Linked DNA regions of Mus musculus: regions 2, 3, 4, 5, 6 and 7 are each linked to region 1. Evidence: chromatin contacts called from public HiCAR-type, HiChIP or PLAC-seq and promoter capture Hi-C data. All regions are on one chromosome and are shown on one strand. Each heading gives the region's core, a stretch centred on a gene start, on an enhancer-like site or on the middle of the called end of the contact. The rest is flanking DNA. Distances are from core to core; before and after follow the strand shown. Region 1 holds the start of Cir1 (corepressor interacting with RBPJ, 1). Region 2 holds the start of Slc25a12 (solute carrier family 25 (mitochondrial carrier, Aralar), member 12). Region 3 holds the start of Metap1d (methionyl aminopeptidase type 1D (mitochondrial)). Region 4 holds the start of Itga6 (integrin alpha 6). Region 5 holds the start of Pdk1 (pyruvate dehydrogenase kinase, isoenzyme 1). Region 6 holds the start of Rapgef4 (Rap guanine nucleotide exchange factor (GEF) 4). Region 7 overlaps Rapgef4 (Rap guanine nucleotide exchange factor (GEF) 4).

What was found. Promoter capture Hi-C pulls out the DNA fragments that hold promoters and counts their contacts. HiCAR-type assays count read pairs that join an accessible place to other places. HiChIP or PLAC-seq counts read pairs in DNA pulled down with a chosen protein or histone mark.
Region 2: a promoter capture Hi-C map of pre-B cells shows a contact between it and region 1, with 2.4 times the contacts expected there. The contact joins the promoter of Slc25a12 here to the promoter of Cir1 in region 1. A contact is called at or near these places in 3 of 39 promoter capture datasets (hippocampal neurons, liver and pre-B cells).
Region 3: an H3K27ac HiChIP or PLAC-seq map of embryonic stem cells shows a contact between it and region 1, with 5 times the contacts expected there. The contact joins the promoter of Metap1d here to the promoter of Cir1 in region 1. A contact is called at or near these places in 2 of 39 promoter capture datasets (hippocampal neurons and liver), 1 of 484 Hi-C or Micro-C datasets (B cells), 1 of 115 datasets of contacts at active chromatin or transcription factors (embryonic stem cells) and 1 of 9 other capture datasets (liver).
Region 4: a promoter capture Hi-C map of pre-B cells shows a contact between it and region 1, with 7 times the contacts expected there. The contact joins the promoter of Itga6 here to the promoter of Cir1 in region 1. A contact is called at or near these places in 2 of 39 promoter capture datasets (hippocampal neurons and pre-B cells).
Region 5: a HiCAR-type map of astrocytes shows a contact between it and region 1, with 4 times the contacts expected there. The contact joins the promoter of Pdk1 here to the promoter of Cir1 in region 1. A contact is called at or near these places in 5 of 39 promoter capture datasets (the C10 cell line, hippocampal neurons, liver and 2 more), 4 of 115 datasets of contacts at active chromatin or transcription factors (astrocytes, cardiomyocytes, embryonic stem cells and 1 more) and 3 of 9 other capture datasets (adipose tissue, liver and pancreatic islet).
Region 6: a contact with region 1 is called in a promoter capture Hi-C map of embryonic stem cells, with 4 times the contacts expected there. The contact joins the promoter of Rapgef4 here to the promoter of Cir1 in region 1. A contact is called at or near these places in 3 of 39 promoter capture datasets (embryonic stem cells, hippocampal neurons and stem cell-derived epiblast-like cells) and 2 of 115 datasets of contacts at active chromatin or transcription factors (embryonic stem cells and forebrain).
Region 7: a contact with region 1 is called in a promoter capture Hi-C map of neural stem cells. The contact joins the enhancer-like site here to the promoter of Cir1 in region 1. A contact is called at or near these places in 9 of 39 promoter capture datasets (3T3-L1-derived adipocytes, cranial neural crest, embryonic stem cells and 5 more), 9 of 115 datasets of contacts at active chromatin or transcription factors (differentiating embryonic stem cells, double positive thymocytes, embryonic forebrain and 4 more) and 1 of 9 other capture datasets (adipose tissue).

Annotation. Positions count from the first base shown.
Region 1 is chr2:73,310,311-73,314,282 of GRCm38.p6, forward strand. It overlaps Cir1 (corepressor interacting with RBPJ, 1), which reads right to left and starts at 2,282. Exons shown (of 10, transcript NM_025854.3): 1 at 2,107-2,282; 2 at 147-241. The coding sequence starts at 2,178. Scrn3 (secernin 3) reads left to right here and starts at 2,342. Exons shown (of 8, transcript NM_029022.1): 1 at 2,342-2,403.
Region 2 is chr2:71,365,654-71,369,625 of GRCm38.p6, forward strand. Slc25a12 (solute carrier family 25 (mitochondrial carrier, Aralar), member 12) reads right to left here and starts at 2,102. Exons shown (of 18, transcript NM_172436.4): 1 at 1,860-2,102; 2 at 874-927. The coding sequence starts at 1,871.
Region 3 is chr2:71,451,634-71,455,605 of GRCm38.p6, forward strand. It overlaps Metap1d (methionyl aminopeptidase type 1D (mitochondrial)), which reads left to right and starts at 1,705. Exons shown (of 10, transcript NM_025633.3): 1 at 1,705-1,765. The coding sequence starts at 1,726.
Region 4 is chr2:71,784,731-71,788,702 of GRCm38.p6, forward strand. It overlaps Itga6 (integrin alpha 6), which reads left to right and starts at 2,209. Exons shown (of 26, transcript NM_008397.4): 1 at 2,209-2,590. The coding sequence starts at 2,409.
Region 5 is chr2:71,871,148-71,875,119 of GRCm38.p6, forward strand. It overlaps Pdk1 (pyruvate dehydrogenase kinase, isoenzyme 1), which reads left to right and starts at 2,077. Exons shown (of 11, transcript NM_172665.5): 1 at 2,077-2,418. The coding sequence starts at 2,223.
Region 6 is chr2:71,979,382-71,983,353 of GRCm38.p6, forward strand. It overlaps Rapgef4 (Rap guanine nucleotide exchange factor (GEF) 4), which reads left to right and starts at 1,834. Exons shown (of 31, transcript NM_001204165.1): 1 at 1,834-1,970. The coding sequence starts at 1,906.
Region 7 is chr2:72,036,797-72,040,768 of GRCm38.p6, forward strand. All of the region lies in intron 3 of Rapgef4 (Rap guanine nucleotide exchange factor (GEF) 4), which reads left to right. Among named protein-coding and RNA genes, the nearest start is that of Gm29940, 16 kb to the right of the region's middle. Within about 2 kb of position 2,340, at least 83 of the 459 cell types and tissues checked have an H3K27ac peak or open chromatin away from gene starts, as enhancers often do. A contact at or near this core is called in adipose tissue, neural stem cells and stem cell-derived neural progenitor cells, where this site is marked.

The DNA of each region.
Region 1 (3,972 bases), core at 1,032-3,531:
GAGAGGAATGCAGATGTTTTTTATGTGAAGACTAGGTCAAGTTGGAGTGGTGAGAGTGTCTAATTGTAGGGGTGAAGCTGACTCCATAACTGATTATTCTAAAAAATAATGAGGTGCTTACAGGATGACAGGCAACACCAACTTACCTGTTATCATACGACTCCTGCTCTTTAAGGTACTGTTGCATTAATTCTTCTTGTTTCTTTTTATCATACGATATTTTCTGTTCTGCCATCCATACCTATATTAGTGAAACAAAATATAATTTAACAATTAGATTCAAATTAAGTTAACAAGTGTGTGTGTGTGTGTGTGTTTTCGAGTATGTGAGTGTGGGATCCGGGATCTTCAGTCACTCTCCCCTTCATTTACTGAGGCAGGGTCTCTCACTGGACCCAGAGGTCAACAATTCTACTAGTCCAGCTACCAGCTTGCACAGAGGAACTCCTGTCTTCTTTTCATGAAGGCTAGGATTACCAAGGGATGGTGGATCCAAACTCTGATCCTTACACTTGTGCAACAAGTGTTTTAGCCACTAGCAATTTTGACAGCCCTCCAGCCCACTTGTCTTCTATAATGAAACACATCTAATACACTGAAATGAAAAGATGCTCACAGCACTTAGAAGAGAAGACGGGTGTCTTGGACCTGAGCATTGTGGATAGAGTTCCCTGGCTTCTTCCAGGATGGCACCTGCCCTTTAGCTGTTTTCACTGTGTTTAGCTGAGTGTGTTGGCCCATGTCCATAATCCTAGAACTCAAGAGGCTGAGGTAGGACTACTAAGTATTCCAGACCAGTCAGAACTACACAGTAAGACCCCAACCAAAACAGAAAAATTACCGTGTATCTCAAGCTTTAGACTGTACAGTTATTTTCATTAGTCTCGACTGCTCAAGACTCAATTCCAGTAACTGAATTAAAAATAAGATGCAGCTCCATTGTCAAAGTGCTCACAATGCTTCTCCTGCATATTATAAACTACTTTATGACCTAGGAGAAGTGGTAGTTGATTGCAGTGGCTTCCACCTGTAATCCCAGCATGCGGGGGTGGGGGTTGGGGGTGGGGGCAGGGGGTTGGAGGCAGAAGGACAAGGAGTTCAGGGCTATCCTCCCTAGACAGCAAGTTTGAAGCCAGCTTAGACTGCAGGAGATCCCACCTCAAATAGAGGCTATGAAACACATAAAGAAATACACTCGTGGGGATTAGGAGTACTACAAAATAAACAGAACAAGACTTTTGGGGTCAAGGAGTAAGGCTGAGATCTGGCAAGCCCTCCCCACTCCCAAGGGACTTAAAAACCTAAGTAACTATATTTGCAGATAACCAGTGTTAGCATTTCTTGCACTTTCTTCCACAGATATCCTAATGTACATGCATGCTAATATATACATTCTTTAGATGTATGGTAATATACAGGACCCACAACTGGTTTGGAAACAAAAGCGAAATATATTCTCATAAGTTTGTGTACTTTTGAGTACTTGAGTACTTTTCTTAACACACAGTGCTAAGCCTTCATTTCGAGTTTCTAGTCATTGGCCATACTATCTCATCTAATCTCCCTAAAATTTTTACAAACTAGGGCAACTGACACTGATAATTCTTGATCAACAGTGTACGAGGCTAATGCTCACATCATTGACTATTTTGTGCGAGGCCTCAGGGCTACATGTAACTGTACTGAACTAAGAATCCAAAGCCCAAGCACTCTCCCGTCGCCATTCTTTGGCGCTGTAATTCTCGCCACGGCCCTTCTGTGTCCAGCAACTGGTTGCCCTGTGATTGTTTAAAACGCTCAACTTGAACGCAGCCATCAGAAACACACTACGGGATGGAGAGTGAGCAGAGGGAGGATTTCTGCCAGAAGATCTCCGTTAAGCAGGAGTCTCGACCCAGAGCAGAGTTCACCGGCTTGGGGCTGTAGGAGACGGATCCTGAACGGACAGTGTTATCAAACCATGCGTGGGTCTCCCCACTGACTGACAGGCGGGACTTGGGGGATCATTCCTGCAAGGGGGAAAGATCGACGACTCCAGCCGTGAGGAGGATACGACCCTCCCAGGGAGCTTAGCAATCTCTGCCCTCTCCGGATGCCTTTACTCACCTTCTTGATGTTGGATTTGGACGCAGGATGGAAGTCCTTCTTACACATGAAATTGGCGAATGACTTCCCCATCTTGGCGTCTGAGTCGGAGAAGCCAACCGCTAGGTCTTCTCGGAACGTAAACAAACTCCCGGAGCTTCACCGGAACTGCTAGGCAAGTTTGGGCGAGAACTTCCGAGGTCGGGAGGATGACTACTTCCGTGGTTTGACGCTTGGCACCGCCCCTCTTGCTCTCTTCCGGCAGTCGCTTCTGGTGGCTGCCGCGGCTTTGGCGGCGTCCGCGCGTGCGCAGCAGAGGTAAGCTTGGGGAACCCCCTGTGCGCGATGCTCGCTCTCTGCGGGGTCGCGAGCGGCGGCGGGCTCTGCTGCGTCAGCTTCGATCCGAGCGCGGTCAGCCCGAACAAGCGAGGTCTCGAGGTTCGAGCCCAGCACTTTCTGGCAACGCCGACTCCAGTTGCAAAAAAATTTTCTTTTGCCGCGCAGTTCCCATGTAGATTAAGTTGTCTCCCGGCAACTGTAGGACGTTTGTGAGCCTCGGAAGATTGGTGTTACCAAAAGCACGGGAATAGACTGTTAGAAGCTCAAGAACCTAGGCTCTTCCTTTCCAATTACTGTTAAGGTTTAATAATAATTATAATAATAATAATAATATTATTATTATTATTATTATCATTATGTATACCTCGCCATGTAGCATTGGTTGCCCTTGAACTAACAGATCCGTCTGCCTTTGCCTTCCCAGGCCTGGGATTAAAGGCCTGCGCCACTACACCCAGCTCCCTTCCGTTATTTCTAGCCATGCAGAAGTTTGCTCAGCAAACATCGTGAATGATGAGAACATGTTAGGGCCAACGACTTTCTCCCTGGGTGCGGGTTTCTTAGCTGTTGCCGCCATCCCAGTTTCGGGTAAGCAAGGCTTAGTCCACTGAGGATAGTCACTTAGTCTGGTGAGGATAAGAATGCCAAGGTACAACGGATGTCAGCTTTCATTTGGGTGTTGGCTGTGTGCCAGTTTTTTGTTTTTTTATCTTGTGTTATTCGTGGCGCGGTCCACGTAACGCTCAATCTTCAATTACAGGCATGCACCACCAAGCTGGGTTTTCACCTTCTAGGTGGTGTTTTAATAATTATTTACTTATTTATTTTAATACTGACGGGCCTGGAAAAAAGGAGAATTAATAGCCTGCCTAAATTATGTGTTGGAGTAGCTAACTTTGGAGCACAGTAAGCAGGAGATCAAGAAATTTAGAGGGGCGACACAAAAGAAAAACTGGTACGTCTTCCCATCTTTGAGATGGAGAAGACCCTTTACTTGTTCCATGGTGAACTTGTTTCTTGAGTCATTTTGAGACATAGGCTAGCTTTAAACTCTAGCTCATCCTGCCGAGTCCTGAGATTGCAGGTGGGCTATCATATCCTGCTTTGCTTTCCTTTCAATAAAACATTTATTGTATTTATATTTTTTATTTTGTTTTAAAATATTTAGGATGCTCCCATATAAAACTATGCTAAGAATTGGTTCTTCCTGTTTGTTTTTTTTCAGGGTTTCTCTGTGTAGCTCTGGGTGTCCTGGAACTCACTCTGTAGGCCAGGGTGGTCTGGAACTCAGAGATCTGCCTCTGCTTCCCAAGTGCTGGGATCAAAGGTGTGCACCACCACCCCCAGCATGATTTGGTTCTTATAAAAGAAGGGAACTGGGTTAGAGAGAGAGAACAATGGTTAAGATAGCTCAGTGCTTTCCCTGAAGACTTGAGTTCCGTTCCTAACACACAAGGTGGCCGTGCACGAAGCCTTACAACCTCTAACTCCAGCTCCAGGGGATTTGAGGCCCACTTCTAGCTTTCTCGGGCATCCCCATTCTTAGTG
Region 2 (3,972 bases), core at 852-3,351, 1.9 Mb before region 1:
GTATGTTTATGCACCACATGCATGTGATGTGATGTCCTCAGAGGCTAGAAGTAGATGACAGATTCCCTGGAATTGGACTGCAGATGGCTGAGTGCTGCCATATGGGTGCTGGGAATCCAACCCAGGTCTTCTAGAACAGTGCTCTTAACTGCAGAGCCATCTCTCCCCACCCCTTTTTAAAAAATAATTTATTATTATAAGGAGCAGATGTGTGAGCACTGGTGCATATGCACAGATATATGAAAGTCAGAGGACAACTTTATATAGTTAGTTCTCTCCTTCGATATTTATATGGGTTCTGGGTAAAGCACCTTTATCCACTGAGTCATCTTACCAGCCTCCTTACAAAAGAATCTAAAGCAAACATGTTGTACCAACCCCTACCCCCATCCCCATCTATGGTTGCAATAAGTGGGAGGAGAAAGCGCAACTACAATAGTCATAAATTATCTGTGCAACAAATGTCATAGACATTTATGAGAAGGAAAATTTTATAAGTCATCCTAAGTCATGCAAACAAAAAGAGCAACTCCAGGAAAACCTCATATCAATCCCCAATAGAAAGAAAAATTTTCCAATCCGTTCTTACTAAGAGTACAAACGGCCGGGTATAGAGCCAATCGCAGCCCTCAGGAGGCAGAGGCAGGTAGATCCTCCGAGTTCCAGGACAGCCTGGTCTACAAAGCAAGTTCCAGGACAGCCAGAGCTACACAAGGAAAATCTGTCTCAAAAAAAAACCAAAACAAACCAAGTACAAAGGACATCCTCCACTCATGTTTGTGAGAAGAGCATTTCTCAAAGTTAGAGAGCTTAAAGAGGAATAACGATCATGTTCTTCCCATTCTTTCCCTGATGTAAAATTCTTTCACTTACCTGGAGGAATATGTTTCTCAGCTCATGAGGATCACCTCGTTTGGTTGTATGCACCTGAGGGGGGGGGGGGAATGACTGGTTAATGCTTAGCTAGAAACCACATAATCTCTTTAGATTATAGTTTACATCTGCTAACAACTCATTTATCTTTCATAAGGTCATTTAGTCTAAAAACAAACCCAAAGCTTAATTGCTGATAACACCTGTCAAACCGGAGATCTACGGCTAAGGGGTGGGAGAAAAGGGTGTGAATAGTGCAAGATAGAGCAAATTACAGACGGCACTTCCTGTGAACTGGAAAGGGAAACCAATGTAATCGTTTACTTTATTCCACAACTACTAGCAATACAGTAGCAACCACCAAGCTACAAATCCTGAGAGCCTCAAGAGAGGAGCAACAGGAGATGTAAAACAGCCAAATTAATAGCCGGGCCTAGCAGCCTTTCTTGTGGAAAGCAGAAACAGTACATCGTCATCTTGGCGACCCTTTCTCCATCTGACCTAAACCTTGAGAGCTGCCACAATACGGATACTTTCGACATCTGACAACCTGCCAGGCAAATGTCAACCAGTGCCCTGGGCTGTATTGTGGCCCCAAATGACAACACCCACCCCCTCCCCCACCGCGGATGCCCTGGGTATCCCCGGTTCTCCTGCCCGCTGACTCTCAGTCCCTCTCTGATGCTCTCCAACTCTGTGCTCGCAATCCCATGTACCTAGGACAAAACACTACTCTTTTCCTCCTCCCGACCATGGTCCTCAGGAGCCCCTCCAACTCACGATCCCTCCTCCTTCCCCTCCCCCAGCCGGGCATCCTCTTCGCTCCGGTCCAAGCCCAGCACAGCTCTCCACCCGCAATCTAGAGCCCCGGGACGCACTGGCTAAGAACCAGGCAAAGAAAGCAACGGAAAGAGGCGGGGGGCTGCACTCGGGGCCCTTGGAACGTCTCTTATGCAATAAAAGCAGCAGCAGAGAGTTGGAGTCACCTTGACCGCCATGCTGTGCTCGGAAGCCGGGAACGAGCGAGTGAGCGAGCTGGGCCGAGCTGTCAGGGCGCGCGCGCGCCACGGCCCGGGGCCGCGCCCGCGCTCCCTCCTGTCGCAGCGCCGCGCCCGTCTATATGCAAATGAGCTAGAGCGCGTCGGTGGTGCGCACCGAGTGGCCTTGGTTGATCCATCAGCGGGCCGGCGGGGCAGTCGCACCTCTTGCGGGGGACACCAGAGCTCCGGTCGCCGGATTCCAACGCGCAGTGTGAGCAGAGGCTCCTCTGGGCCAGCCCCAAGTCCCAAGGCCTGGCAGTGGGTGTGGCTTTGGGCACCGGCTTCAGCCAAAGTCGGTTCCCTCTTGGGGCTTAAAGGAACACTTGGGGCCTGTATTGAGCAAGGTTGGAAGCATATGAGAGCTTGTCCCATTAATAATGAGTTTATGACAACCAGTGACAAATATTGATAAGGAAAATGATTAGTTAGGTTTTTTAAAGGGAAAACCTAAGTAAACATAACTTCAGAAATATGCTCCTGAATTAACATTCCTTGGGATATCCCTAATGGTTTATTAATAGATTCGCTTCACTCTCTTAACCACCCAAATTCTTTGTACAATGTATATAGAAAACAACTTTATTTATCTTGGAGCTGGTACTTGCTATGCTGACTTTCTCTTCTACAGGAAACAATTCCTCTGTGAATTCCCAGCCCTGCCTTAAGCTAAATTAATGTCTCTAAAACTGAGGCTTGCCATTAAGATATGTGAGGGCCAGGCAAGTAGCTTAAGTTGCTGGAGTGCCTAACTAACATGCTGGAAGTCCCGGGTTCTATGCCCAGTAGCACATAAACTCTATCTTGGCGAAGTAGTATCCGACTGTAATCCCCAGGCTTGAGAAATGGAGGCAGGATAATCGGAATGTCATCCTCGGCTGCATAAGAGTTAGAGGCCAGCCTGGATGCATAAGACGCGTCTTCAAAGAAAAGAAAAACGAAAGGAATAGAGGAGAAGTAAGAAAGGGGAAGGGAGGGAGGCGGGGGGGGGGGGGTGTGTGGAGGGGGAAGAGGGGTGCGGATCCGAGGTGATAGCTCAGTCTGAGGCTCCTCAGAACTCATTAAAGGTAGAAAGATAATCAACACCTATTTTCCACATTTCATCTAAGCACTAAGGTGAATAAAATTAAAAATTGTTAAAAAAAAAAAAAGAAGGGGAGAAAAGATCCTATTAGTTCTCATATTGATATTCACCCAAATATTTACTAAAATCCTCCATGTGCTAGACATGGTCCTATTTGTAAAGTGTGGATATAAATACACATATATGCATATGAAGTATGTGTATAAGTAGTTATTTATTGCAAAGACCTTCTTTGCCACCATTATCATAGACCATTTTAAGTTATAAAACTAAATAGCAATCCTACATATTGTAGATATCATACCCTTGGCTCAATCATACTTAAATGTTGCAATATTTGATTATCCCTGGGTTATTACAAGAAAATTTGTAACAAGCTGATGATGTCTCCTGTAGTAGTATATTGCCTTTATTCCCACCCACCAGTTATAGGCTTCGTGTGCTCACTTTTCAATATCTTTGAGACCAGGCAAGGGGATAAGTCTTTTTAAAAGAAACATGGTTGACTTGTTTAAAACTGATCATTAGTGCACTCGACATGGGTTTTGTGAGAGGGAAGGAAGTGATGAGATTTCTTGTCATTATAGTATTAAAATTAAATCTACTTAATTCATAAAATCATATACATGCCATGAATACTTGTGTCTATCAATAAATATGTGCTATTTGAAAATATCAGAGCCCAGTAAAAGCCAGACATTTAGCGATTGTGTTTACCCAGGACCTCAACCATATTTGGTTTTTTTTTTTTTTTTTTTTTTTTGGTTATTGTTTAGTTGGTTGCCTTTTGTTTATTTGTTTTGAGACAGGGTTTCTCTGTGTAGCCCTGGCTGTCCTGGAACTTGCTCTGTGGGCCAGGGTACCCTCAAACTCACAGAGACCCACCTTGCCTCTCTATCCAGAGTGTTGGGATTAAGGGGAGCATAACTACATCCAACTACTATTTTCTTTCTTTCTTTCTTTTTAAGATTTTATTTA
Region 3 (3,972 bases), core at 455-2,954, 1.9 Mb before region 1:
CACACACACACATTCCCTAACTCCAAGGTTCAGGGGATGATCTCCTAAGAGGGGAGCTATGAAAAGATTCTAAGGGCCAGAGGTACAGGGTGACCTCTGTGGAAGTGTTTTCTGGATGAAACAGGACCAAGGCACACATGGATTCATAATGGCTGTCACTACACGCACAAGACCTAGCTAGCCGAGATCTCAACATAGATTGGGACAAGGACACAAAGTCCCATTCATAGCTGACAATTGACAGAGCTACTGAGGGGATGAGGGTGGTCAGTTTTCTCCAGGGTTTCTGCCCCTGAAAGGATCCCCGTGCTCCAGTAGATGGCCCTACATTCATGTGCATACTGGCAGTAGATGGACTCAGTGTGTTAAAATAAAAGCACATGAAGTTGAAAGGGAAATGTGGTGGAAGGGATGAGCAGGAGTTGGAGGAGAAGGATGGGGGCGCGTGGTGGTGCTGGGAGTGTATTAGACAAAAACACATTCTATGTGTGTATGATATTCTCAAACAAAAAGAATACCCTTGGATTAAGTGTTCTCCGATTTGAGGTTTGTGATGAGTTGAACTCTGCCTCCTGAGGTTAAAGGTGTGCCAGTTGAGCATGTGGACTCTTTTATTTTTTATTTTATATATGTAGTACAGTGTAGCTATCTTCAGACACACAAGAGGAGGGCATCAGGTTCTATTAAAGATGGTTGTGAGCCACCATGTGGTTGCTGGGAATTGAACTCAGGAAGAGTCCTAAGTGTTCTTAACCGCCGAGCCATCTCTCCAGCCCGCATGTGGATTCTTTAAAATCAATGAGAAGACATCCACATATTCACAAGGAATCCTTATCGATCTCGACTGCATTCAAAGTCCAGAAACTGCTACACTACAGTTTGGGTTCTTTCACCATACACATCTTGGGGTATCATGGTCTGTGTTGAGCACAGGAAGCTACCAAGATGGATAACACCTGGTCCATGAGCGTCTGGACTCCACCGCAAAACAAGGGCAAGAGGCACAGAACCTGGTGAAATCGGGCAACAGTATCATCGAAGGTACAGCGGCTGCCTCACTTGCCTTGACATAGGGGCTATGCAAGCTGACATGCGTCATTCTTTAAATATCTAATTTAGGGATAACAGCAGTTAATACTGCCAAGCAGGAAGTGTCATCAGGGAAGGAGAAATCCTGTGAAGATACCCACAGGGCCACATAGGTGTCCCAACTATTCTATTCTGGAGTCTCTGCTGAGTAATTAATATTCTAACATTGCAAAGGGAAGCTGATCAAACTGATCCAACTTTTTCAACTAGTTGCCTGGAAATGATTTGTAACCGAATGAAAGGCGATGAAAGTGCTTTGTTGCACACTAAATTGTGTTTGTTTGTTTGTTTTTTTTTTCCTCTCGCCCAACTTCACGTATCCATGCACCAAAATGGTGATTCTATAAATACTGGAGGCTACACTTACATGACGACTTTCTTCCATCCCTGATGGGTCTGGAAGCTCAGAGAGAGAACTGCGGCCGGAGCCAGCCTCTCCTGGTGGAAGCGAGCTGGCCGCAGACGGAGCTGCTGGCCTCGACACCAGAGGCACTCGCTAGCCCGGGCTCCTGCAAGCCAGCTCACGCGCGCGCGCGCACTCGCCTCCCACTGCTTCAGCGCTTCTGGGCTTTGAGAGCGCGGCTACTCCAGTGGGCGGAGCTGCGAGGCTCTCTTGGCCACGTGACCGGAGCCAACATGGCGGCGCCCATCGGCGTCCCCCTGCTCGTCCGTGGAGGTAAGCGATCGGCATACGACCGCTCCAGGGCTACGCGCCCAGAGACACGTCCGCGCGTGGGCTTGGTACGCACGTGCGTACTTTCAGTCGGACCCGCGTATACCATACACGTTGGCACGCTGCAGAAACAGACACACGTTTGTCCTCTTCTTACCATGTTGCTTGAGTGCTTAGTTCTTGAGATTTGTGGGTCGTTACCTGAAGTTTTCTTCCCTCTCTTTACTTGTGTGGTTAGTGTTGCAGACGTATCTACCAGCGACGACGGTGAAATGCGCCGGAACACTCGGTTTAGAGCTGTTGGATTGGCATGCCTTTTTGAGAAACTTGTAAAAGGTGATGACAGTCATGATGACTTAGGAGAGCTAACGATGTCAGGGGCATTCCAAACAGATGCGTTTCCGGCGAATCGTTGTTGAATTAGTACTAGGTTCGGATTCTTTGCTAGCAAGAACTCAAAAATAGGTTCAAGAAGGACGAAAAAAAAAAAAAGGAACACCAACGACTTTAGATACAATTTAAGTGCCAGGCACATAGGAACGGTTTTAGGAGGTAAATATTTTCAGAGCAATACTCAGCACGTATTATATACCTTCCGAGCCATCTCACCAGTCCAGCTTAACTTAATACAATCCCCTTTTGTGAAGTCAGATACCAACTTATTTGTGTGTATCTAAGGGTGTGTAAAAAAGTTTGACGTTGACATGGAATGGTGTCCACAAAAATATATTATTTGGAATATTTGGAAAAAGCAAGTTGTAGGACATTAAAATTACATATATTTGTTTGTCTGGTGTATGCTCAAACAGGTGCCAAGGTGTGCATACAAAGGTCACAGGGTCATAGGAGAACTTGTGGGAGTTCTCCCATTATCTGTTTTTCAGACCATGAGGCTTGGTTCAGGCTTTACCCACTGAACCATCTCACCAGCCCAGTTTAGCTCAATACAGCCCCCCCTTTGTGAAATCAGATACTCATATATTTGTGTAGTTATATTTGTGTGTATATGTGTATCTAATATAATACATACAGAGAATGACATACACGATTCACGGCTTTGTGAAATAAAATATTCAGTTTTTATGAAATGCCCATATTTTCCAAAGCACTCAAAATATAGTGCTACATATCTTAGAGGTTTTTGGCAAAGATGACTCTGGTCATTCTGTGTGTACCCAGAACTTCTCATCACTTGAATGATCTTGTACATTTAATACAACTTGTTCATGTGAAGATTAGATTTTCTTTTTTTAGCCTTTGAAATGTTCTTCATAGGAGAAATTTCAAACACACAACAGAGCGGCAAACTCTGCATACACATTGTCTGCTCACAAATCATGTGTGTAGAGACACTCACTTCTCCACCCCAGCCACAGTGCCTCCCACGATGGTATTATTTTAAAGGATGTCCTAGGTATATCACTTTATTTGTAGATTCTTTTGCCTATGTATCTCTGAAAACTGTGCCTAGGGAGTATAGCTCAGTGGTTAGCACCCATAAGCCTTGGTTTGGGGTTCCCCTGCTCCATAAGAGGAGAAAGAAAGAAAAAAAGGAAGGAAGGAAGGAACAAAGAAGGAAGAAAAGAAAGACAGAAAGACTGAGAATCCTACTCATTGTCTTGTATATTGTACTTATTTTTAGAATTTCTATTTAGCTATTTATTTGTTTTAAGACAGAATCTCCTGTAGCCTTGAACTCCTGGTCCTTCCGCCTCTACCACCGTGTGTTGAGATTAGTGGTGTAAACCACCCGTCATACTGGGCATTTCTCTGTCAGTTTCTCTGTTCAGATTTCCCAGTCATGCTCTTGTAACAATTGTTACATTTTATTTTATGAGACAGGGTCTTGTGTAGGGCGGGCTTGAATTCCTGGTCCTTCTGCCATTTCCAAGCATGTGCTGCCACACCCAGTAAACATAACAACTTTTTAAAAAAAGATTTATTTTTTATTTATGTGCATGCATGTAATCCATCTTGAGTTTACGTGCACCACATATGTGCAGGTACCTGAGGAGGCCAGAGGGAGTCATATCCCCTGGAACTGAAATTATAGGCAGTTGTGAGCCATAAGATACAGGTTATGAGAATCCAACTGGCCAGATCCTCTGGAAGAGCAGTAAGTGCTTTTAACCACGGAACCATCTCTCTAGCCCCGTAACGGCTATTTTAAACACTTGAAATCAGAGTTTCCCCACAGTCTGTCTTATTTG
Region 4 (3,972 bases), core at 959-3,458, 1.5 Mb before region 1:
TTATTTGCCAATATGTCTAAGGAAGGGAATGACGGGTTCTCCACAGCCTAGAATTAGTCTTAGGAGGAGGAGGGATGTTCAGAATGGCCATTGGCTAATAGGACTTGAGCATGACTGGTCAGAGGGAGCAGTTGCAGTACAGGGCTTGGACTTGAGTGGAATCTGATGGATCTGGGACATATGCGCAGGGTTTGGCTGTTCAGCACAGCTTTCTTAACCAGTTCAGAAGTATTTCAGCAACATGGCAGCTACATCACTGGCTCCTGGCTGAGAACTACCTTGCGATTAAATGTTTAAATGTCAACTTGAGGATTGAAATCAAGAAGGTAACAATGACCTTGAGGTTCCTTATGTCCAACCATCATCAATTGGACCTGTCTTTCAGGGATAGTGGTTGCCATACATGAAAGAAGAAAACGGTTGTGAGTGACACCCACTAAAAATCACACTGCTGATATTTTCTACCTCACTAGACAGTCATTTCTAACAGTTTCTCAATGTCCTTCAGAAGCGCTTGTTCAAACCGTGTGATCTTCAAGATCTCGTGTGCATTTAGATCCATTATACCTCACCCAGGGCAAGATGTGAGATTACTAGTTGTTTGGGAAGTGGCACATCTGCTGGGGACTCACTCTGGCAGCTGCTGCCACCTGTGAAGACCACACGTGATATTCACATAGCTTCTCTGAGTAGCTCCAGCTGTTCTCTTGGTACAGATGTAGAAGGACGCTTTGGGTCTCCCTTGGGACTGCACCCTGCTTCTATTTCCTATGCATGCCTGTTAGGTTCCATGGAAAGGCCCTTTCCAGCATCAGGAGTGTACAGCCCACTGTGATTGTTACCCAGCTCTGGGCAGTTGGTCCTGACTTGTATAGAGAGTTGGCTCAACACAACTAGAGGGAGCACACCACTAAGCAGTTTTTATCCATGGTCTCTGCTCCAGGTTCCCGTCCTGAGTTCTATTATCTGGAAATGTAAGATAAAACAAACTCTTTTCTCCTCAGGTGGCTTTTGGTTAAAATATTAAATTACATCGATAGGAGACAGGGTAGAACAAGGCCCGTTCAGTAAGTTACTGAAAACCAAGACCCTATGCACAACATACATGTTTTTAAGAAGAAAATCGATTATATTAACATATGTCAAAATGTTAACATTTTTTTCTATAGTAATAAATTGCTTCTTTATTGACATACATCGAGATCTAGCAGAGTAGCTACCTAATAACAACTGTAATTTGAAACATCTGCAACAACCAACTTTTCTGGATAAAACAGTATTTTCTACTGATAATTGGGTTGTTGGTACAGTCTCCTGCCTTTGTGGTTTACTGTCTACATTCATAAGAGAAAACATGCTAATCTAAATGTCAGAGGATAATAAAAAATGGTTCACTAAAATGTATATTGTTTGTTCTCAACCAAGTTCTGAGCGTCCCTGAAGCAAGTTTTTCTATCCTAAAATAAACATGCCTCAAAAGCCAACACCTCGCTGGAAAGCCCCACCCTATGCCCGCGAGACTCAAGCCTTCAAGCCACCCACACGGACCTCTAGCTGTCTCTATCTATGCAGTTCTAACTAGACTAGGAAACTTAGGGTAAGAAAAGGGGACAATAGCTAAACTCCAGGGCCCAAGATAGAAGGACTCAGTGTTCCCTACCTAGAGATCTTCCCACAAAAATCTGAGTTGACTTTTTTCTTTTCTTTTCTTTTCTTTTCTTTTCTTTTCTTTTCTTTTCTTTCTTTCTTTTTTTTTTTTTTAAAAAAAAAACCAAAACTCATCAGCACAGAGAAGCCCGCTTCCTAGGCCTGAATGAAACAGTGTGTTTTTAAGTAGCACAGCAACGTTTTCGACGTTTGGGTCCCTGGGGAGCCAGCGAGTATGCAACATCAAGCCAACCCCAAGAGCTGGGCATACTTAGGCGCGTCTTGAACCCTTGGAGAACGGATGTCTTTGCAAGTCAGCCCTATGAGGCCCGCAGTTCAGTGACAGGTAGAAAAAAAGCCTGGCTAGTCTTGCCAAGCTCCGGGACGCTTCCGGGCAGGTGGCGGGAAGGTGGGAGGGCTGCGGCGGGTGCGCCGCTGCGGGGCGGGGCCGGCAGGGAAGGTGCGTGTGGCGGGCGGGGCCTCGGGAGGGGCGGGGCGGGGCGGGGCGGGGCCGGAGTCCCGGTCACTCGATAAAACGCTTGAGAGTCTCCAGAGAACAACGGGCTCATTGAGCAGCAGCTAGCTGCGGGCGTGGGGGAGCGGCCGCACAGTGAGCGTGAGCCGGCCGGGGGTGGGGCCGCGCGCAGGGGCGACCGAGGCCAAGTGGCCGCAGCGGCGCGCCAGGCAGCCCGGCCCCGGCCCCGAGCCCGCGCGCACAGAGGCCGCAGCAGCTCCGCGGGTCCCTCCCACCGCGCGCGCCCATGGCGGTCGCGGGCCAGTTGTGCCTGCTCTACCTGTCCGCGGGGCTTCTAGCCCGGCTGGGTACAGCCTTCAACCTGGACACCCGCGAGGACAACGTGATCCGGAAATCGGGGGATCCCGGGAGCCTCTTCGGCTTCTCGCTCGCCATGCACTGGCAGTTGCAGCCGGAGGACAAGCGGCTGTGAGTTCCCCGACTCTTCCCATCCCCACCGGGGCGCCGCGCTGCGCCAGGGAGAACGAGGGCGCGCCCTGCTGCCGCCCGTCCCGCGTGCCCAGAGCCTATCCGTGGGCTAGCCCAGCTCGGCTCTGCTCTGCCCTGGCCTTCCCTACCTTGCCCTGCCCTGCCCTGCCCTGCCCGCTCGCACTTCTTCGGCCCAAGACTTGAGAGATCCGGGCCCGCCGCGCCCTGCACACGGCGCCTCCCGGGAGTGAGGAGAGCCGAAGGGACAAACCCCGGGCCCGGCCCCGGGATACTTGACTTTCCCCCTCCCCTGAAGTGCTTTCCGCGGTTCTCCACTTCGGGCTTAGTTTGCAGGGACCCCGGCAGGTGGCACGCTTTGCTGAGCTTCACGTGTGCACTAGGGACAGTGATGGGACACAGGGTTGCGGGAAGTCTTCCAGGGAAATGCAGGCCTTTCTCCAACTCTCCGACCGTCCGGTCCCCTCCCTCGTTCGCGCGCCGCGTGGAAGTTGGGAAGCCACTTTTCGCTGTCCCGTATGACTTTCCCTGCAGAGTGGGCTCTCCTGCAGGAGATACTTTAACATGCTTCTTAAAAAGCACCTGTTCCTCAGGACTAGCTCAGCTGTGAAAACAGGCTTCTTCGAGTCGGTGTGCTAGCTCCCCCTCCCAGCTCCCTGATAGATCAGCAGCACTCAAGGATCCTCCGGCCCCAGTGCTGGGTGGGCCTCACGGAGGAGTTAGAGCAAAGTGCCCCTTCTAGGAGGGACTTAGAAAAGAAGGTTCGGAAGTGACAGTCATCCTCCCAAGTGTTTCTTCCAGGAGAAAGCGACTGGCTCTGCCTTTTAAACAGTGTTGGCTCCCACATGACCCAGTTCTTTGATTGGGGAAGATTTTCTGGAGCTTAGTCGCCCAGTCGCAGTGGGGTTAAATTCTTGATCCATGCTCATTCCCACAACAAAAGGTCCTCCTCCCCGCCCAGGTCTTGAGTTGAACCCAGGTCCTTCCAGGACCAGCAGACCGGAGAGAACAGAGTGCAGCCAAGGGGAAAGGAGAGGCCAGAATTATTTTAAACTGGAGAAAACTCCCTTTTCGGATATTTAACAACTTTGGGGTTTGTGCATATTGTGGACTTCAAAATCTTAAGGTCAGATTTTTCTGATACCACCTGCTAGGTGAAGCAGAAGTCTATTGTGGGTGGGATAGTCCCGGGCAGGGAGGGGGTCTGACTCTGCAGGCGTGGCATTCTCCCGAAAATAATTGTTGGTCAGCTGTAAATCTGAAGTGAGAGGGTTTGTTTGTTTGTTTGTCAACTCAAGAGGATGACATTTCAAATCTCAAACACTATTCGAGAAACACATACATTTACCCATGGAGGATTTGAA
Region 5 (3,972 bases), core at 827-3,326, 1.4 Mb before region 1:
GTCTGGAAACAGCTACAGCAGTGTACTCATATAAATAAAATAACTCTTAAACGAAAGAAAAACAAACCTCCATCTGGTGAAGGGGCTAGATTCTCTGGCCTGGGTGGAGAGCTAACATTGCAGTTGGGCAGTGTCAATCACCTGGCCTGGGACTGCTAGGAAAGCAAACTCGCCTTCAGCTATCCTAAATAGGTAGAAGAAATATTTTGTCCTTTAATGAGATATTGTACTTTTCCTTCCCAGAATTCCTCCTTCCCCAACACTGTTCCTATAAACCACCATGAGGTACTGGGTTGGAGTCAGAAAGGCACAATTTTCCCTTTTTTCCTCCCTCCCTTTACCCCCTCCCTCTTTGATGCTGCTTTTTCTGATACTTTGGGCTTCCTTACCCTTTTCTCTAAGGCCCCCCTTCCCACCCTGTGGCAGACCTCCATCTGACCTCCATGCCAGTAACTGGAGCAGCATAGGTCTTTTCGTTGGTTTGTGCTTTTTTGTTTGTTTGTTTGTTTGTTTTCTTTCTTTACCCCATTCTCCTCCTCCAGGCAGCTGCTGAGATGCACAGCTTGTTTACCTTGGAGGTTTTTTTTTTCTTCTTTTAAACTTTAATAAAATTATCCTTGAGCTTCCACTTTAGTCTATTCTTAAACTCTTTTCTAAATGAGACTAAGAACCCCAAGAGGAGACCACAATTTCTACTGGATACTTGAGGAAAAACAATTTTTCTTTCTCTAGAATCAAAACCACTTGCTTTTGTTTCCATGCGGACAATATCCCCGCTTTGTGCTACACACAGTTTGTTGGATACAGAATAACAGCTTTCTTTAAAGGGACTCTGATCTAATTTCTGTTTTTCTGTGTATGTTGGGGGAGGGTGGGCAGGTATTTGTTTCTTTGTTTTCAGATAGGAGTCAGAATAACAGGCTGGCATGATTTCGGATGACCTTAGAATTCTCACCTCCCACATTGCTGCTTCCACTTGCAGATCGCTGAAATTATAAACCTGGGCCAACACAATGTGGGGGGGTGGGGTGGGGGGGGTTGCTTTTGTTTTTTCTTTCCTTGTGCTGGGGATGAAACGCAGGGCTTTGGATATGAGCTACATCCCAGACTTCATGATTTGTGTTTTTTCAAAACCCAATAGCGAGCGGGGCAGTGGTGGCGCATGCCTTTAATTCCAGCACTTGGGAGGCAGAGGCAGGTGGATTTCTGGGTTCGAGGCCAGCATGGTCTACAGAGCGAGTTCCAGGACAGTCACGGCTATACAGAGAAACCCTGTCTCATAAAACATAAACAAAACCAAAACAAAACCCAAAAGCGACCAGCATGGAGCTATGAAGTGTTATTCGGTGTGTATTCTACATAATTGATAAACTTCACACGTGGCAGGATAGTTTTCTTGCACCTAAGACACAGCAAATGTTAGGGTAGTTGGATGGGGACTTTACAGTGTTCAGAAGACAGACGTGATTTTCGTGGGGTTAGATATTAAATATGTTCTAATTCTACATTCACTATCTCTATACATTGAAAAGATGGAGCAGGCACATTGTAACTCTAAGATGAGTTAACAGAAAAAGAGCGAGTAGTCTTTAAGTACTGTGGCAATATTGCTTGCATAAAGTGTTTCAACGCGCTCTTCCCGGGACTTTCGTTGCTGTGGAATTCTTTAGAGCCACACCCCCAAGTTCAACTCTTGTACCACTGTTCGGCTGCACCTGCAAATCAAGGGCTTGCATGATCCAAGGGCAATGAGAACAGGCTCATTGCCAACGATCTCGCACAGCCTAGAGCTTTTCCGCTGAGACTGGGAGGGCGGAGGAAGTACGAAAGGGTGCAAAGGGGTGCAACACAGCGCAAGCTGGATCGTTTAAGCCGGGCTCCCACGGCGGCCACTCGCTCCGGGTGGTTTCAGCTGCACCACACCCCACAAAGCTCAGCAGCGCTCCCTTTTTTTTTTTCTTTCCCCGCCTCCGTCCTCCCAGGGCCCCGCCTACATGGGCGTGTCTTTAACCAGGGGCGGTGGCTAGCGCAGCCTTTCGCCCTCCTCCGTGCTGTCCGTGCTCCGCCTACGGGGGCGTGGTTCCAGCGAGGGGGCGGTGGCCGCAGCGCTGACAGCAGCTCCCCGCCCCCGCGGCCAGCCACGTCCCGCACGTAGCGCCCGGGCAGCGGCATACAGCCGCAGGTTGGCGCCCGGAGCTCCGGCTCCTCCGGCGGGGCTCGGTATGAGGCTGGCAAGGCTGCTGCGGGGCGGCACGAGCGTCAGGCCGCTCTGCGCCGTCCCCTGCGCCAGCCGTAGCCTGGCCTCGGCCTCGGCCTCGGGTTCCGGGCCGGCGTCGGAGCTTGGCGTTCCGGGCCAGGTGGACTTCTATGCGCGCTTCTCGCCGTCGCCACTCTCCATGAAGCAGTTCCTGGACTTCGGTGAGGGCGGCCGCTGGGCCGTCGGGCCTCTGTGCACGGGCCCCGTCCTCCCAGGCGCACCCCTCCTCCTCCCTCGTGTCGCCCCCCCTGCGTCTTAGGTGCTTCCTTCCTCCTCGGAGGGAGCGGGCGCTGGAAGGCCGGGCACGTAACAGGGACGTGCGACTATAGTGTGTTTAAAAAAAAAAAAAAAACTACAAACCCAAAAAAACAAAGCAGGGGGCCCGCGGCTGCAGCCTTCCGCGCACGTGCGTAGGTGCGCGCTTGGGGACCTGGTGTCTTTGGGGATGCCTTGCTCAGGTTCAAGGCCAGGGCTCAAACTGCTTCGAGGGTGGTGTTCTGCAGAGGCGAGATCGGTGCCAGCACAGTGGCGATCGTTTGGAGTGGCGTGATGGCTGGAAAACAAGTTACTACTGGCCCAGTGCTTTCCTCGCCAGTGTTTTCACCGAGAGCAAATTCGTTTCAACAGCAGCCAGTCTCAAGCACGTGTAAAGTGCATGGTCTTGTCTGTGTGTAACAGATTGCAGAACTGCAGAATTAGGCCTTTGACTTTTGGCTTCTCATCAGGAGTAATGAGGCGGAAAGGGAAATGCTTAGAATAAACTCTTAACATTGAAATCCGAAAGTTCTGGAGTAGAAAAAGTTATCTTCTGTGTCGTGCTGCCAGGTTATAACATGGTTAGCACGCACGAGAGATTAGTGGTGGGGGTAGGTACTTTATCTTAAAATTGTGGTTTGAAGTGACAGGTGCTTTTCCTTGTGTTTCTTTAGTAAGGGACTATGAAAGGCCCCCGTTTTGTGTGTGTGTTTTGCTTTTATTTGTGAATGCCTGTACTGTGGTGTAGCAATGTTCACCTTGTTCATGAATACGCTATTAAACTTTGGCAAGATGCTTTCCTTAATAATACTGCTACTGTTGACAAGATAGTTTTCTGCTAAGGTTCCATCTGCGAGGTCCACTTAGTTTCAAATGGATTGCTGAAATGTGACTTTTTTAGTTCAAGTGAAGGTGCTTGCCAGGGGAGGGACACTTATCAACTCTTCTGCCAAACATCTGGATTCAAGAGTGGAGGAAGGGGGAGGTGATGGTCTCAGGAATCAGACAACTGAGCTGGTTCCACTTGATGGTTGGTGATACTGTGTTGATGGTCTTTGCCTTCTGTTGCCTGAAAACCTCTGTACTGACTGTGTTCTGGTGGTATTTGTTCTGGTGGTTAGTATTTGTGTCTAGTCAATGACTTGGGTCAGAATTTACTCAAAAGTCGAGAGTCAGGATTTCTTTCTTTTCCTTTTTTTTTTTTTTTTTCTTCTTTTTTTGGTTTTTCGAGACAAGGTTTCTCTGTAGCTTTGGTGTCCTGGAACTCACTCTGTGGATCAGGCTGGCTTTGAAATCAGAGAGTTCCTCGTTCTTCTGTCTCCCAAGTTCTGGGATTAAAGATTCCAGCCATTACTTCCCAGCAGGAGTCAGAATTTCTAAAGGCAGCAGCAGTGGGGTATATAGAATTGGCCTTTCCCAGTTCTCTTCACAGGCCCTGAGCCTTACTGCAGACAGCTTAC
Region 6 (3,972 bases), core at 584-3,083, 1.3 Mb before region 1:
AGCCGTGCATGGAGGCTCACATGCTCTGAACGAGCTAATCTAATCGTTGTTGGTGCTCCTTCTAGGTAGTAGTTAAATAATTCTGCTTGTCCTTAGAGGTAAGTCAGTGCTCCCACAAAACAAACAAAGGCCTTGCACTTTATGAGACAGATCTTAAAATGCTTTGCATATGTGGAGGACTTTTGGAGACCTTATCCATGACAAGCAGCCCCTAAGTGTCCTCCTTTGCTAGTTAATAGTCTCCCTCAAAATAGAATTTGCACTATTTTGTTCCATTTTTCTTTAGTGTCCCTTGTGGAGTCTTCTCGTCCCTCTGTCCCTGCCTCTCAGACTGACCCCCAGACTAAATGAGAATGATGACAGGTGATATATTGTCTTTTATTCCTCTGGCTCCTCACCTCTAAGTATTCTCTGAGGCATTTGGAGCAAGCGTTCAGTAACCTTGAAATGTCCCAATAGCTCAGATACCTTTATAAACAAAAAATATTTAGAAGACATGTCTCCTTCACACCATATAAGATGACACCTTTGGAAGTCTTTATGTGGTATAATATGTTAAGAGATATTTATGGTAAATAATAGAGATTAACGGAATGAAACTCAGCTGAGGGACAAGCCCAGAACAGGGAGTTTCTGCTGAAAACACTTGGTTGTGGGTCTGAAACCAGATCCTGTCTATTGAACATGGGGAAATGGAAAATTTTTCTGGAGAGATTTAAGGTCAAGGTTGTTGTAAGAGAATCAAAGCATCCCAGAAGGCACAGGCTGTTTCCTGCTCCCCAGTCTCCCTGCATCGGCCCTAAATGGGCGGTGTGTGTAGGGACAGTAGCAAATGATCGAGGATAAAGCCCTGTTCCGTTCCACCCATGCCTATTCCTAAGTGTATGTCACAAATATCGAAACAGCGCTTGATAGGAGTCCAACAGATTTAACTTGTCCCCAAATTCCTGAACAACGGTCCATGTAAATTTATTTCTTTTTATTTTTTTATTTTTTGGCAGGGTATAACTGAACGACTTCTAGGCATAACACTTACAGTGAACACCTACAGGAAGACAGGCAGCTGTGGCCACCCTCCGCACTGAACCTGGGAAGAGGAAGGCTGTGGGAGAGTAGAGGCTAACCACCCAAGTTCATGGAGTGCCCAGGAACTTGGCTTCCAGGCCTGAAACCTTAGTTCTGCATGGGTCTCAGGGATATCCCATTCTTAATTGCTTCTTTTTGTCGTGGTTGGGACATGGAGTCCAAGTAAGTCTGAGGTTCAAGGCCAGTGACTTCAGTTTGCACCCCCTTTTAATCCTCTGGTCTCCTGGGTCCTTTGCTTCAGACTGTCTCTGTTTTTCCCAGCCCCCAACGCCCCTCAACCTTCCGAATCATTTATCCTTTGGGGTCCACATCAAGAGACCATGATGTCCCCCACCCCCACCTCATCGCAAGCCTTCCCAGCCCTGCCCTCTCTCATCCCAATTTAAACAGCAGACTGTAAAGGTGAGCTGGGATCAGCTAGCAAGTTTTGACAGCCACCGAGGAGGACTAATGGGTTTCTAAGGAAACGGAGAGGCAGCAGCCATTTTAGTGGCATTTGCTGTACGAAAAATATATAGAGTCTGACATCCCCTCCCCACGCGCAACCGGGTGGCATCGCAGCAGAACTCCCCCTTCTTCCCTCCCCCGAGGTGAGGGTAGACGCGGGCCTGGCGGAGCGGGGCACCTGCCGCAGGTGTCGTGGGGTCGCCGCTCCTGGCGGGCGGGCGGGGCGGCTGGGCTCCCACGCGGGCGCCGCAGTGCAGCGCGGGCCTCGCGCCTGGCCCGCCCCTCGGTCCCCGCCCCGCAGGCCGCGGGAGCCCGCCGGGAGGCGCGCGGGAGGTGGCCGCGGCCCGGGGCCACCGCGCGCTGCTGCCCAACATGGTCGCTGCGCACGCTGCACACTCTCAGTCCTCGGCCGAGTGGATCGCCTGCCTGGATAAAAGGTACGTGGGGTGGGGTGCGGGATCTGGGTCGCGGGGGTCCACTCGTGGGGTGCCACCTGCGGGAGAGCATTCCACGTGCCGGGAACAGAATGCGGCGCCGTGGGGGACAAGGTGCCAGCCTGCCCTGGTCCCCTTCCGCCCCGCTGCGACTCCACGCTCCATTCATGGGTGGGTGGGTGGGTGGTTTCCAATGGGCACTAAGACCAGGGAGGGTACATACATGCGAGCTTCAGGCTGTCCAGACCCTCAGGGAGAATGTCATTTAAGTTTCCAGGAGGGGCGGGGAGAAGGGGGGTATTCATGCAGGTGCAGTCACCTTTTTTGTTTCCGGAAAACCAAGTGTTAGGGACTCAGTGGAGCTGTCAAGTCCCTTGCTGAAATCCACAGCCCTCTTCCCGCGGGCGCTCTCTCAAGGTCTGTGTTAGGAAGGTCACCGGAGGCGTCTTAATCTTCTGCAGAAAAGACCCTCACTCTAAAGAGAAATTTAAACCGCAGAGAGTGCTGGCTCTCGCCAGCCTCTGATGAAGGTGCCGTGGGTGACAACACACTGCAGTTGTTTCTAGGCTCTGTCGGTGGAATTTTCTGTTTGTCCAGATTGCAAATTTAACAGTAAACATTACACAGTATGTTAGCAATTATAGTTTATTACCCTAAGGAGAAAGGTGATGCATCTGAACTTTGAAAGAAACAAGCAAACGCCTTGCAGCGTGACCAGCCTCTGAGTCCCAGAGTTTGGTGCCAAAGGCCAGTGATTCACATCCTTCAGCAATCTGCATGATATCCGAATTGCATTTGTGGGAATTATTTTGTGCTCTGCCATATTGAAAATTTTTCAATGAACAGATTTGTGACCGGATCAAACTTGAGGATCTGAAGAGTGGCCGGCTGTGCCTGTTCCACTATTGTAGGCCTTTGATGGAAAGATATTAACTAACTGAAAAGAGCTAAATGAACTCATTTGAATAACTTAATGTGATAAACATTCTCGATTTTTAGTTACTACACAGTAGCAAGAATATTTTTGGCAGGCATTGCCCCATTTCTGACTAAAATGGTATGTTCTAATATTAGAGAAATTATATGCAGTAAACAGTAAGACAATTGAAGAGATGGTTAAGTCATACAGAATTCTGTGGAGGAATTAAAGGCACATTTAAGCCAAGAGCTTGCTAATGTGATCAGTAATCTAAATTTAATACTTTAGGAAAAGTGAATTATAAAACAAGAGATAATCAGGCGCTTGCACTTAACCTATAAATAGTGCTTCCCGTGAGTGATAATTTTGGGTAGTAAGCAACATACTTCTCTTTGCAGAGCTGCATAGCAAACAGTCAGTAATCCATTGGAGATCCTTTCGTCAGTGAATACTTAGGGCGAAGTCATGGGGCAGCGGCGGTGTGAGCGGAGTGGCCAGGACGTCTATCCCTGTGCTTCTGCTTGTAAGATTGTATTCGGCATGGATTTCTAGAACATGGCACCACAGTTTAATGCCACTATTCATAGTGGGCAAAAAAACCTCAAAAATGAAACAAAACCAAAAAACCCCACAAAAACACACACAAAACAAACAAAACCCAAAACAAACAAACAAACAAAACACTACAAAAAGGCCCTCCTTTTCTTGAGCCTCAAGTTCCTGACCTGCAGGCGAGTGGACAGATCGATAAGCTGCGGATGTTTAGGCTCAGAGCCCCCACCCGCTCTGAGCTTGTACCTCATCTCTTTTACTTCCTGAGTTTGAAAACTGAGTGTCCTTGGCTCACCCCCAGCAGAAGGGAGGAAAAAGCTTCCTAGTGCTTTGGAAGCTAGGAAGTACCCTGTATATGTTTTATTTCCACAGTGTGAAGACCTTCTTGTCTATTCTGTGGCCTCGATCCCAGAATTCCTCAGAAGAGCCATTTAGGAGGGGCTGTTTCATGGCAAGCCAGTAGGAGAGGCCGATTTTGAAGTTGCGATTTTGAATGTAGTCTGTTAAATTTTTAAAAGAGAGAATGAAGGCTGG
Region 7 (3,972 bases), core at 1,090-3,589, 1.3 Mb before region 1:
AAAGAAATCCACCGATCCCACATTGTAGAGAAGTATGAAAATGATTCAGGGAGTGAGTGGGCCTGCCAGTGTCAGGCCTTCGCTGTGTGGTGAGGATGGGGCCCACTGGGCTTCAGGCCTAGGGATGGCTTACCTCCCCAGCACAGGGGTCCGGCCCACTGTCAGCAGCCAGAACTAGTTGGTGAGATAGGTCTTACTCAATAGCCCTGCTTGGCCCGAGACTTACTGTATAGAAGACAAGGCTGGCCTCAAACTCAGAAACGCACATACCTCTGTCTCCAAATGACACAAAATCCCATTGAGATCTGCATAGCTCATTTCTCAAGCAGTTACATTCTTCCTACTTCTGATGGACCCCAGAGCCACATCCTGCTTATGTGGCCTTGATTTCTGGGCAGCTAAGACCCCCCAAGCTGAAGGCTTCCAGAGCAACCTGACTGGGAGAGAGTAAGCCTCTGGATAGCAGGAGCACCTCCCACCAAGAGACCTTCCCCAAGACCTGATGCTCTTGTTCCCAGTTCCCGCATTGCTACTTTGTAACAACCGTGTTTGTCCTCAGCATCCTGGGAAATGCAGAGCCGCAACTCCTTGTGCCCTGGAGCTTTTAGAGACCTGCAAACCCTCACGCCTATCTTCGTGTTTTTATTCCATGCTTATTTTTCCTCACCACCAAGCTCGCTGCAATGTGCACTCACATCAGAGACATGTCTCCCAGCTTCTCAGACAGCCTTCTGGCCTTGGCCCTTCTTTTTGCTATCTTACAGAACTTTGACCAGCCAACAAGGGGGTGTGCCTACAGGCAGCATCCATGTCTAATGGTGTCCGACATGACATGTTCATGTAGGTTTCTGCTTGGCAACAGGCATCTTGTTTAGGAGTAGTCTCTCCAGTTCCCCAGTGACACTTTGTCTGCATCTCCAGGGACATCTTACCCTCAAAACAATACACACAAATAATAGCAATAGTGATGATGATGGTGGTGGTGATTATGATGATGATAGTAAACCTTAAAGTAGGCATATATACCTACTATATTAGACAACAGCACTCAACTCTCTCTCTCTCTCTCTCTCTCTGTGTGTGTGTGTGTGTGTGTGTGTGTGTGTGTGTGTGTACACAAGGCCTTGCTTTTCCCTGCAGATTTTATAGGTGAGGAGAATTTATGGTATAACAAATATTTAAATCCTAGAAACATGTATGCTTTTTTAGCAATTCTGGAAACACCTAAACTAAGGGAAATCTCCAATCATATCAATTCCTAAAGACTGACTGACTTTCATGTTTCAAAATAGAGAATGGTGCTTTATGATGTCACTAAAGCCTGTAACACTCACTGTTATCTTTATTTGATACAAACCCAGCAGCTGGGTTGGGTATGGCTATGCACAGTTAGATACGCTATGAACTGAGGCTAGTGGGTCCTACTCGCTGTATATAAAGCACTTAGTACAAAGCTTTGAATGAGCAGGGTCCCGGTGTTTTCTGCTAACTAATAAAAAGTTGATTGCCTAGACTGGAGAGCTGTTGGCTCCCATACCTGCAATGCTAGCAATGGTCACAAGAGGGCAGTGTTAGAACATGAAAACCAGGAACTGCAGCCCAGTATTTTGAAACTGCAGGAGTTTAAATTTTGTTCAGCCATTTCACTGGAGCAGAGATTCTGGGCTGCACTTGGCCTTGGTCTCCACTTCATTCCACCCCCTCATCTGTCATTGTGCCATTATCTGGCAATTTTTACTCTGGTTTTGAAAAAAAGACCTCTTGCTGTTTTTCTCTCTAAGGTCAAATAGAAAACCTTTAGTCATCCCTGCCTTTGCTTTTACAACACAGATGCCTTTGTTCATTGCAGTTTTGATTATTAAATTTGAAGTACAGCTCTCTCTCCCTTTCTCCCCACCCTCCTTCCCTCCCTCTCTCCCTCTTTCGCTCCCCCCCCTCTGTGTGTTTCCTTCCCTCCCTCCCTCCCTCTCCCCCGCTTCCTCTCCCTGATTCTTTCACTTGGCCACACACTCTGTTCGCTTTCCTTTCAGTGACATCACCATTTTTGGGAGACACTACTTGAACACATTTCTGAACAGTTTTACGAAGCCCAGAAAACGTAAAAGGTGGCAAGCTGGTTGCAGATGGTGTCACTGCTGACTCCCGCCGGAGCTCTGGCTGGGGCTGAGCTATTCATTAGGAATGGATATTTAGTTGACTTGGCATTCTGCACAACTCACCCTACATGTAGTTTTGTTGTTGAGTATTCTTTGTCCGGGTGACACAGTGCTGGCCAGTTCAGCTCTGCACTGGTTAGAAATGCCCGTGCCAGGCCGTGCTCTGCAAGCCAGCCCCAGCGAGCTTGCCTGATGTCCATCGGCTGCCCGACAAGCCGATTCCAGGGACACGCTCTGAAAGGAACCGGCCTTGCCGTTGCCGCTTGCCAGAAAACACATTTGACTTAGAAGTATCTTGCCTTCCTGCTTGGCAGTAAATCCTTTTGACACACGTGCAGTTGGATGCCTTGACAGACTCTGAAATTGGGTTCCATTTGATTTGATTACTTAAAAACGCTTAGAGAACTCAATAAATTCCAGGAGCAAATTCAAGCTCAGGAAGCAAAATGCAAGAGCTTTGAAACCTAGTGGCAAGTATAGGCTGGAAATGAACCCTGTAAAAACATCAGCTTTTAAAGAACTTATGCTTCTGAGTCTACCTATACACGTAAAGATAACCTAACACAAATAAGATTGTTAACTCTTGACTCAATGACACAGAAATGAATAAATTCTGAATAGCTAACAGGTCTGATAACTCTTCAGAATCACAGGATAATTTTTCATTTTCCATGAGTTCATCACAGACACAGCTCATGTCCCCAGATCATCTGCGCAGGCCAGGTTTCAGTGGACCATGATCGTACATTGTGACATGTAACCCTGGCCTTCTTACCACCGTGACCACTTCACAGTGTCCGTATGAACACATGTGAGACAGCTCTGGCGAGAATGTCTGCTTTAAGATGTGAGAACGCCACAATGCAGATGCACAAAGCAGATAAATTAAGAGGTGATTAGTCGCAGTACAAAAGGATTCTTTGATTTACAGCAGGATTGTCAGGAGGGTTTCTTTGAATACAAGCTCCCCCAGAGAGCTCAAGTGTTTTGCAGATCATTCAAACCACTTGACATCCAGACTGGGGGACAGAGAAACTTGGAATTTAAGTGTTGAAAGCCATCATTAGATGAAGCTTAATACAACACGACTATAGAGGTTCTCTGTTGTTTAAATAAAGGCAAAAATATAATTTGCTTTTTAGAAGTGTAGAAAACCTATACATGCGTGGCGATGTGACTGAGTTAGGAATTATATTGTATTATTTTTTATCTATTTAATTCTGGCAAGCTGACTCAGCCAGTAAAGGTGACTGCCACCAAGCCTGGTGACTTCAGTTCAAGTCCTGAAGCCCACACGCTAGAAAAAGAGAACCAACTCTTATAATTTCTCACAATGACCTCGTCGGGCATGCTATGGTATATGTATCACGGTAGCTTTCCCCCCCAATACAGAAATGTTTAAGATGTGTTCTGCTATTAATCTTTTTTAAACATTTATTTATTTATTTAATGTATACAAGTGATCTATCTGCATGTACACCTGCATGCCAGAAGAGATCATGAGGTCCCTTTATAGATGGTCATGAACCACCATGTGCTTGCTGGGAACTGAACTCAGGAACTCAGCCAGTGCTCTTAACTGTTGAGCCATCTCTCCAGCTGCTGATCTTGTTAAAGGCATTGTGACCATTTCACAGAGGTCTGAGAGGAGCCAAAGCCATGGAGGCAGTGTAATCTAGATCTGCCAAGGTTCAGGCCCCTTCCACATCAGCTCTGCCTGACTCTTGTCTCTGTGTGGACCTCCTTTGCCTCTTGTTTGGTGCCTGTCACCACAGGCTGGTTGGCATCCTTTGGTTTGGTCCCAGCATCTAAGATG